Regions from separate parts of the Mus musculus genome. Here regions 1 and 2 are each linked to region 3. Evidence: chromatin contacts called from public ChIA-PET data. All regions are on one chromosome and are shown on one strand. Each heading gives the region's core, a stretch centred on a gene start, on an enhancer-like site or on the middle of the called end of the contact. The rest is flanking DNA. Distances are from core to core; before and after follow the strand shown.

The links. ChIA-PET counts read pairs in DNA pulled down with a chosen protein or histone mark.
Region 1: a contact with region 3 is called in an RNA polymerase II ChIA-PET map of memory CD8 T cells, with 10 read pairs. The contact joins two enhancer-like sites. A contact is called at or near these places in 5 of 115 datasets of contacts at active chromatin or transcription factors (bone marrow-derived macrophages, craniofacial prominence, double positive thymocytes and 2 more).
Region 2: a contact with region 3 is called in an RNA polymerase II ChIA-PET map of memory CD8 T cells, with 21 read pairs. The contact joins the promoter of Ccrl2 here to the enhancer-like site in region 3. A contact is called at or near these places in 5 of 39 promoter capture datasets (embryonic stem cells, liver, macrophages and 1 more), 3 of 484 Hi-C or Micro-C datasets (Sertoli cells, pancreatic cancer cells and stem cell-derived epiblast-like cells), 1 of 115 datasets of contacts at active chromatin or transcription factors (memory CD8 T cells) and 4 of 9 other capture datasets (adipose tissue, embryonic stem cells, liver and 1 more).

The regions. Positions count from the first base shown.
Region 1 is chr9:110,708,524-110,711,223 of GRCm38.p6, forward strand. It overlaps Ccdc12 (coiled-coil domain containing 12), which reads left to right. Exons shown (of 7, transcript NM_028312.3): 3 at 1-2; 4 at 1,371-1,432; 5 at 1,604-1,638; 6 at 2,563-2,639. Among named protein-coding and RNA genes, the nearest start is that of Gm35775, 32 kb to the right of the region's middle. Within about 2 kb of position 1,443, at least 207 of the 459 cell types and tissues checked have an H3K27ac peak or open chromatin away from gene starts, as enhancers often do. A contact at or near this core is called in double positive thymocytes and memory CD8 T cells, where this site is marked.
Region 2 is chr9:111,056,220-111,058,919 of GRCm38.p6, forward strand. Ccrl2 (chemokine (C-C motif) receptor-like 2) reads right to left here and starts at 1,299. Exons shown (of 3, transcript NM_001302376.1): 1 at 1,162-1,299; 2 at 547-663; 3 at 1-220. The coding sequence starts at 209.
Region 3 is chr9:110,908,034-110,910,733 of GRCm38.p6, forward strand. No RefSeq gene overlaps it. Among named protein-coding and RNA genes, the nearest start is that of Fam240a, 7.5 kb to the right of the region's middle. Within about 2 kb of position 1,283, at least 33 of the 459 cell types and tissues checked have an H3K27ac peak or open chromatin away from gene starts, as enhancers often do. A contact at or near this core is called in double positive thymocytes and memory CD8 T cells, where this site is marked.

The DNA of each region.
Region 1 (2,700 bases), core at 193-2,692, 200 kb before region 3:
AGGTACATGAATCCTTTTCCCCCATGTCCTTCCCAGTCGCCCTCAGAGAAGAGCTACAGGGCCAGAGACAGGGCCTCCGAGGCATTCACACACCTTCTCAGGGACCATAAAAGGGCCAGGAGCACAGGAAGGAGGCCCTTGCACCTGCCATCCTGAAGGGGCCACAGGCCCTCAGGGCATGAGGAGCAGAAGTGACCTGAGGCACTTGGGCAGCAAGGCAAGGAAGGAGTCAGCAGCAACACAGAGGCCAGAGAGAGCCCTGCCCAGGCTTCCCCACTGCCTAGTCAAAGGGTGAGAGCCCCAGGATGAAGAGAGACCCTCCTGGTCCAGGAGCAGGGTCATCCATCCTCTGTTCTGAAGGATCTGGCTTTGTTTGGTTTTAAGGCAGGGTCTCACTGGAGCTCACTGTGTAGACCGGCCTGGCCTTGAGCTCACAGAGACCCACCTGCCACAGCCTCCCAAGTATTAGGATTAATGGCATGTGCTACCGTGCCTATCTAAAAATCTTAGGTTTTAATTTTTTTTTTTAAAGAATGTATTTATTTTATGTTAGTACATGTCACTGTCTTCAGACACACCATAAGAAGGCATCAGGTCACATTCCAGATGGTTTTGAGTCACCATGTGGTTGCTGGGAATTGAACTCAGGACCAACGGAAGAAGAGTCAGTGCTCTTAACCTCTGAGCCATCTCTCCAGCCCCAGTTTTTAATTTTGATACCAGCTTTTCTTTGTACAAGTAATGAATGAATAAATACCTTATCATAGTTCAGCAGTTGCCCAGTTGTTTCTTGCTAATCCTCTCCCCACCCTGTGGAGCAGCGGCAGGGTCGGGCAAGGACGTCCCACAGGCTGTAGGAGGGGGATGAGAAACTGGCCATTGTCCTATACAAGGAGGCCACCAGGACTCAAGTGTGGCAGAAGAAAGGAAGGTCACAGGGACACATCCCTCGTGACAGGTCTGAAGGCTGTCCACACTGTTGGTCCCCAGAAGGGGACACTCAGAGACCTAGGGTCATGGTGGAGGCGGGAGGTGCCTGTTGTAAGTCTGATGTGGGATGGAAGGAATGATAAGACACCCAGACTCCAGCCATGCCAGACCTGGAGGAGATTCCTAGGGCCTTCACTTTAATGCCACACTCCCCATATACACAGCCACCTCCCATTTCACATCTGGACACCTTGTCCACTCCAGCTATAGCCTGTTCTGTCCCTTTCTGGGCTCTGGGGTCTGCCTTCAACCTAGGAAACTAGACTTGTCTTCCAGAGTTACTGCTGAGTGGGGTCCCTGCTCCTCCCTGGGGCCCCTTAGGTTGTTCTCTCTGGAGTGGCAGCTTCCACATTGCAGGCCTGTGTTCTTTCGCCCTCTAGTGGAGGAGAAGGTGAAGGAGCAGCTGGAGGCAGCCAAGCCAGAGCCTGTCATTGAGGAAGTGGTGAGTCCCTGGGAGGCCCCTCCCTGCTGGGGCTGCTTCCTTCTCTGACTGTCTCTGTTCCCACCCTACTGCCTTCCTGGCCTGCCGACATTTTTCTGCCTCTGTGCCCTGGCTCTCCGCTCCCCCTGAGGCTGGGCCTTGGCCCTGATGAGTTGTCTCCTTTCTCCCTAGGACCTGGCCAACCTGGCACCCCGGAAACCTGATTGGTGAGTGTTGGGGGGTGGGGGTGATAGTGTTTGGTGCATGTCACAGGCCTCAGCTGGGAGGACAGCCAAGGGACAGGTAGGGACGAGCACTGCAAGCCCAGCTCTGCCCAAGAGAGTCAGGGCTAAGGGCTAAGTAAGGCATGGGTGATGGCTGAGAGTAAAGCGCTGAAGAGGGCCGAGGGATGAAAGAGCAGCCATCCTTTCAAGCCTCTTCTGTAGGGGTGAAAAGTCCCCTGCTCTGGGCCATCTGAGTAGTGTCCCCTTTGTGCTCGGGATACTACAGGGAAGAAAGCAGATGGACAGTCAGATAGGGCTTACGTCTCTGTTTTAACTGTAAAGTAGGGAACCCAATCTCTTCAAGCCCAGAAGCCTGGAAGCCCCTCTGAAAATGGGTGAGGGAAGGTGCTGTAGGCTGTAGGCATATCTCTCGGTGCCTTGTCCCAGAGGTCAGGGCTGTTTTCTGGTACCTGCAGATCTGTGGTTACAGATCTACCACAGTGCTTTAATTTGATGAAGCAGGCATGAGGTGTGTGCTGTAGGAACTGCAGCGCCAGAGAACTCGGGCCGAATTTAGGAATTCTGGAAGCCCCAGGAGTGGGGGTCGGAGGCTGTGGCAAGAGGTGGAATAGGGCTGGCAGTTGGCCACGGCAAGTTCCTCTCCGATGCCGACTTAGTGGGGACATAACAGGAGGATCCCAAGGAGCCAGCCACCATGTGTCTCAGTGTCCGCCTTGACTGGGTCTGTGGTACACATCCCCTTATCTCAGTGGAGCTGGGAAGAATGATGGGTCTTGGGGTCCAGAAGAGCAGAGCAGGCAGCATCTCAGGCAGCTGAGGATATAAATATCAAAGCACTGCAGGAGGATCTCAGGGCCACACCACGAAAGCCCTTAGCTTCTCAGTTTCCCCTCTTTCCTGTTCCAGGGATCTCAAGAGAGATGTGGCCAAGAAGCTAGAGAAGCTAGAAAAGCGGACCCAGAGAGCCATCGCGGAGCTGATCCGTAAGTGCCGGCTGCCCCGTGGGCTGGGTCCTGCCCTCAGGACAGTGGCTTCAGCACAGCC
Region 2 (2,700 bases), core at 49-2,548, 150 kb after region 3:
TTCTTGAGTCCTTTGTATTTCACCAAGATAAACACCGCCAGCACGTTGTCCAAGAGACCCACCGCAAACACCGCGCAGCAGAACTGCAGCACCTGCTGGGGGGAGAGGAACTCGGGGGCCGGAACTTGGTCCGGCCCACTGTTGTCCAGGTAGTCGTCTAAGATTAGGACATCATATTCATCGTCCGGGGCCACTGTGTAGTTATCCATCGGAGGCTGTCCTGTGGGGAAACCAGAGGTCATGATTCCCCTCCATCCGACAGCCAAAGACTGAAAGTAACTATGCCCCCACCCCCCACCCCAGCGTGGGCGGCCGTACTCAAATCTCCTCATTAAGCACCCAGGGACCACGCTGCTAATGTGACAGAAACTGCCTGGTACAGAAAGAGTCAGGGACGTTAAAGCCACTTAAGTTCTTTGGTTGAAACGAGACTCTACGTGGGAGATAGGATCTAAGAAAACAAAGAGTTAAAAACAACCAGAGACTGGCTTAAGCTTCAGAAGTTGGTGCCCGCCTACTTCCCAGATGTTTAAAACAGTTTCTTACCTTGCTCACCGGACAAAACAGCGTCGTTTGAGGCAGGTTGCTTGATATTTTTTCTCTCAAGGGATATAAACAGATGTTTGCAAAAGTGAAACTGCGCTGGTCAAGCACGAGGACAAGCTGGCGAGATAAAGATAACCGTTTGACTGAGTTCCCAAGGGTGGGGAAGGGTGCAGCCCCATGATCTACCATCCAGGGGGCTGTGGGAACAGTGGGGTCAGAGAAACACCACTTCCTTCTGAACAGACTGGTCATGACCCGGAGAAGCCAGAGAAGGCACTGTTTATTCCTCTGAGGCTCTCCCGTCCAGACACAGCTTTCACGGGCCAGCTGGAATCAAGTTCTGAAAGCCTCTCTCAGGAGCTTCTGTCAGCCGCAGAGAAATTGAGAAGTTGTTTTCATCTCTCCCTCTCCCGGTATCCCAAGTTTGACTTCTCTGTACCTCTTAGCCAGCTGTCCTCCAGGCTGCCTCGGATAAGGACACTAACCCACGCCTGCTTCCAGTGATAATCAGAGTGTGATGTCAGAAGCCGAGACGCACCACCCCACCCCCTGGCTTCTGACATAAGTTCCCTGAGTAGATAACAGTTTCCAGAGTACAAACGTGTCCATACTCACCAGAGAACATGGAAGCAAGTGGTATCAGTCGGGAAGGAGGTTGGGGACAGAGCTGGACAGAAAAGGAGCGCTGCTAAATGCAAGTCTGGTGTGAGCATTCCTACGTCAGAAAGCAAAGAGTGTTGCAAGCAGCTGGAAGGAAGCAGTTGATGCTGGGACACTTGATGTAGCTGACCCCGCTCAGGGGAAGCCCCGGGGGAAAGTCCTGTGTGAGGACGTGTGGGACACGGTCAGGTGGACTGTGAGGAGGGGAGACTTGGTTTCCAATGGAGAATGGGGATGAAGAAAGGAATTGGACAGTTGCCTGGTCTTGGAGTGGAAGGGAGTGGGCGGGAGGAGAAGGATGCTGGTTAAAGATGGGTATTTCAAGAAGAAGAAGAAGAACTTCAAAGAGTTGGGGGGGAGGGGCGGGAAGCATGTGTAAACTGCCCTCAGGCCCACGACTCTGTGTAGCTATGGCTGACCTAATCTGGGGACTAGGTGATGTCTGTGATTTAGGCACATCCTTTGCATTATCAGCATGTGAAACGGAAAGTGTAACTATAAAAACAGAAATAGGTAATGAAGAGACCAATAAGAAAACAGAAAGAAAAGAGCCCAGATAAACATGAGTGAACATTAAGCCCCGAGCATCCTGGAAGCTAGGACAGAAAATGAAACTCACCCTGGAGCAGGGAGAACCCAGAACGGAGGCACTTCCTAATAAGGTCTCTCCTCCCCCAGTAGGGGGTATCTATGCATGAGTGGGAATCTCCAGGTCCCAGGATGCCCTGTCTACCCGTGGACATGGCTACAGTCCAGGGTCCCCTGAGCTGTCAGCCTCCTGAGATCTCTCCCTTCTGCAGCTAGATGTCCCGGAGCCACACCATGACACCTGGCCTGTGAGTAAGGGAAGTGGTTCATAGTTCAGTCCTAGACAGGAGGCAGACTCACAAGCATTCACAGTGCTCATTAGATGCGTAAGGGGTGGAGGTGGTAGTCGGTCCCCTATATGCTTTCTGTGCTTTGTGTTACACCCTGATGGTAAACTAAAATCTCTCCAGGAAAAGGACAGGTCTGTAAATTCAAGATCGCTCCGACTTCTCTCGTCGTGTGGCCCTAACTTCCAGTATTGCTTGATTTTGGTCTGATTCCCAGCATTTGCCTGTCCACATTCAGGCCATAGGATTATTTTTTTTCCAAATTAGCATACAAAAGAAAGTATTTCATTATGGCATATTCATGCATATGTGCCACTATTCGTTGTTCTTATTCATCCCTAACCCTTTCCCTGCCCCTTCTTGTTGGTCATCTTTCTACCCCATGACTGTTTCTCCTTCTGCTTTCATGTCACATGTATCCCATCATAACTTTTCTCTTGTTCTTTGCCTAAGATCCCTTCCTCCCCCATCATGGCCTCCTTTCTCATCTTATCAGTCTCTCTCTCTCTCTCTCTCTCTCTCTCTCTCCCTCTCTCTCTGAGACACACACATATATACTCACACACATGCACACACATATATACATGTGCACACATATGCATGCACACACATGTGCACA
Region 3 (2,700 bases), core at 33-2,532:
CTGGGTTTTCTGAGAGAGAGATCCCTCAACCCAGGGTTAGATGGAAGGAAGCAGGGCAGAAGCAAGCCAGGCATAGGTGCAAGGTGTAGCTTCTCCCAGAGAGAAGAGAAATCACAAAGTCTGAACAAAGGGGAACTGAGCGACAAGGCTGTGTGAGGCCAGCTGCCTCCCTCAGCTCCCAGGTTTGAAACAACAGGTGGTGTGGATAGACACTCCCAGGTGGTATGGAGATAGAGATAGTCAAGCCTGTAGTGATCCTGGGGGAAGTTGCTGGTGATGGGGATGGACGGATCTTGTCCTATCTATTCACTGAGGTGGTGACATTTTCCCTTGCTCTGTCATCACAAAAGGATCTCATCTTCACAGGAGCAAGGGGCATTTCCTTTATCTCTAGGATCTGGTTGTTCTCTGCACCTGTATCCCCCGAGGCCACAGGGCAGCAGAGTTGGGGTTGGATACCTGGTCTGGAGAAAGCGCTGGATGTGTGTAGCCCTGAGTTCAGGTCTCTGTGGGAGCAAGGACCACTGGTGGGAAGACAGCAGTCCTGTCTCTGTCCCAGATCCTTGGCCTGTTGCTCCCAGGCCTGCCTTCTAGGACAAGGTCTTCCTGACTACAAAACTGCTGTGATCTTCTAAGGACAGGGTTGGAGGGAAGGAGATAAGAGAGCTACCAAGGGATGAAAGAGATGCCTTAGATGTCAGGAGCTGCTGTTTCATTCTGTCAAAGATCTTTAATACCCTTCTCAGATGCTCATGCTAAACCCAGTGTGGCTCACAGTGGCTTACGCTGTCTGCAGATCAAGATGTCAAACTCTTAGCTCCTTCCCTAGTACCATGTCTGCCTGTCTGTCACTGTGCTTCTCGCCGTGATGATAATGGACTTGACTTCTGAGATTGTAAGCCAGTCTCAAATACCTGTTTTCTTTTATAAGAGTTGCAGTGGTGATGGTGTCTCTCTACAGCAATAGAAACCCAAACTAGAACAGTGAAGAAGCAAGGGGTAGGAACTGTAGGGAGGCTGTTTTCCATTGGCCTTCAGTTTATGTATCTATTTTGAGTAGAGGCTCTGACTGCCCTTATTCCAGGTGATCACTATGACCGATATGATCAGTAACTTCAAAAGTTGCAGATTATCTTGGGAAGTGCATCTCTTCCATTTCCAGCCCCACTGGACACTGCTTCCTCACCGCATCTTACTAGAACAATTCTTTCTCTACGACTCCAGTTCTTACCCCACAACTCACCCCTCATCCTTCCTGCTAGCGCTTACCATGCTGTTGATACTGTGGGTTACCCCACAACACACCTACCATTTTGCAGCTCAGCTACTCCAACCACTTGGTAAATCAGCCTCAATTTGACAGCTGCCCTCAAGGCAGCCTGTGGGCTCCTGGAGAATCTGCATGGAGCCAGTTTTCAAGAACTTGGAGCATGGGCACATGTGACTCTGGGTTCAGGTGGGCACTGCTGGCATGGACTCACCGTGGGAAAGTTCTAGAAGCCCCACACCCTATGACCTCCCCCATTCTATGGAAATGTTTGGAGAATTAGGAAAGCTTCCTGGTCAGGAAGGGACCTTACAAAAGGACCTTCTAAAGTTTAGCCACGAACTGCAGCCTGCTTCATGTTGACTAACTCGGTGCTAAGCTGGCTCTCTGCTAAGAGAGAGGAAACACGTGGTATGTCATTCAGCAACTCAGCCTGATCTGAATGAGGGTATTATGGAGGCAGCTCTCATAAAACATAGTGCTGTGCTGTATGCAAACCTTCCACTCATTTGCCTAACAGATCGGCCTTGTGTCTCATCACGTGAATGCTGTTCCCATCCCTAGGGGCTGTTCCAGATGCTGTGTGGCCCACATTCAGTCTCAAAACCCTATGTGATAGGCTTCTCATGTCCCTGGTCTTCTCAATTTGTCTCTTTCCATACAAAGACCAGGTAGCTGCAACCTTCCCTTCATGTCCCTTCCAGAATTGTATTGCTCAATGTCTCCAGAAGCTGGCTATCACGTCCACTAGGCATATTAATTCAATTACTTTTGCACACAGGAAACAGAAGGAAGCATCTACGGCTCGTCTCCAGGGTATCAAGTTTTCCAGCAGCAACAGCTAGGACTGTTGAGATCCCTGTGAGGATAGCACATTGATGGGCCAGGATTGACATGGAGGCTAATTTACCCACCAGGGCTCTATTTACAGCTTAAATGAACCATTTATGTGTTAGGTACACAAACAGAGAGAAAGAGAGAGAGACAGAGACAGAGACAGAGAGACAGAGAAAGACAAAGAGACAGAGAAACAGAGAGTCAGAGAGAGGCAGAGACAGACAGAGAGAGACAGAGAAAGAGGCAGAGAAACAGAGAAAGAAAGAGATAGAGAGGGACACACACAGAAGGAGAGGCACAGAGAGAGAGAGATGGAGAGAAAGAGAGAGAGAGAGAATAGACAAATACAGGGAGAGACACAAAGACAGGGAGAGACACAGAGACACAGAGAGATATAGTGAGAGACAAAAGTAGAGACACAGAGACAGAAATGACAAAGAGAGCTACAAAGATGGAGTTTATTTGCAAACTAAAGTCTACATGTGAGAGAAAGCATATATATTTCTCTTTTTCAGTCTGTCTACCCCCCCCTCCCCTCCAGTAATGTAACGGTCTCTGGTTGTATCCATATTTCTTGCAAATAACAACATAAGTTT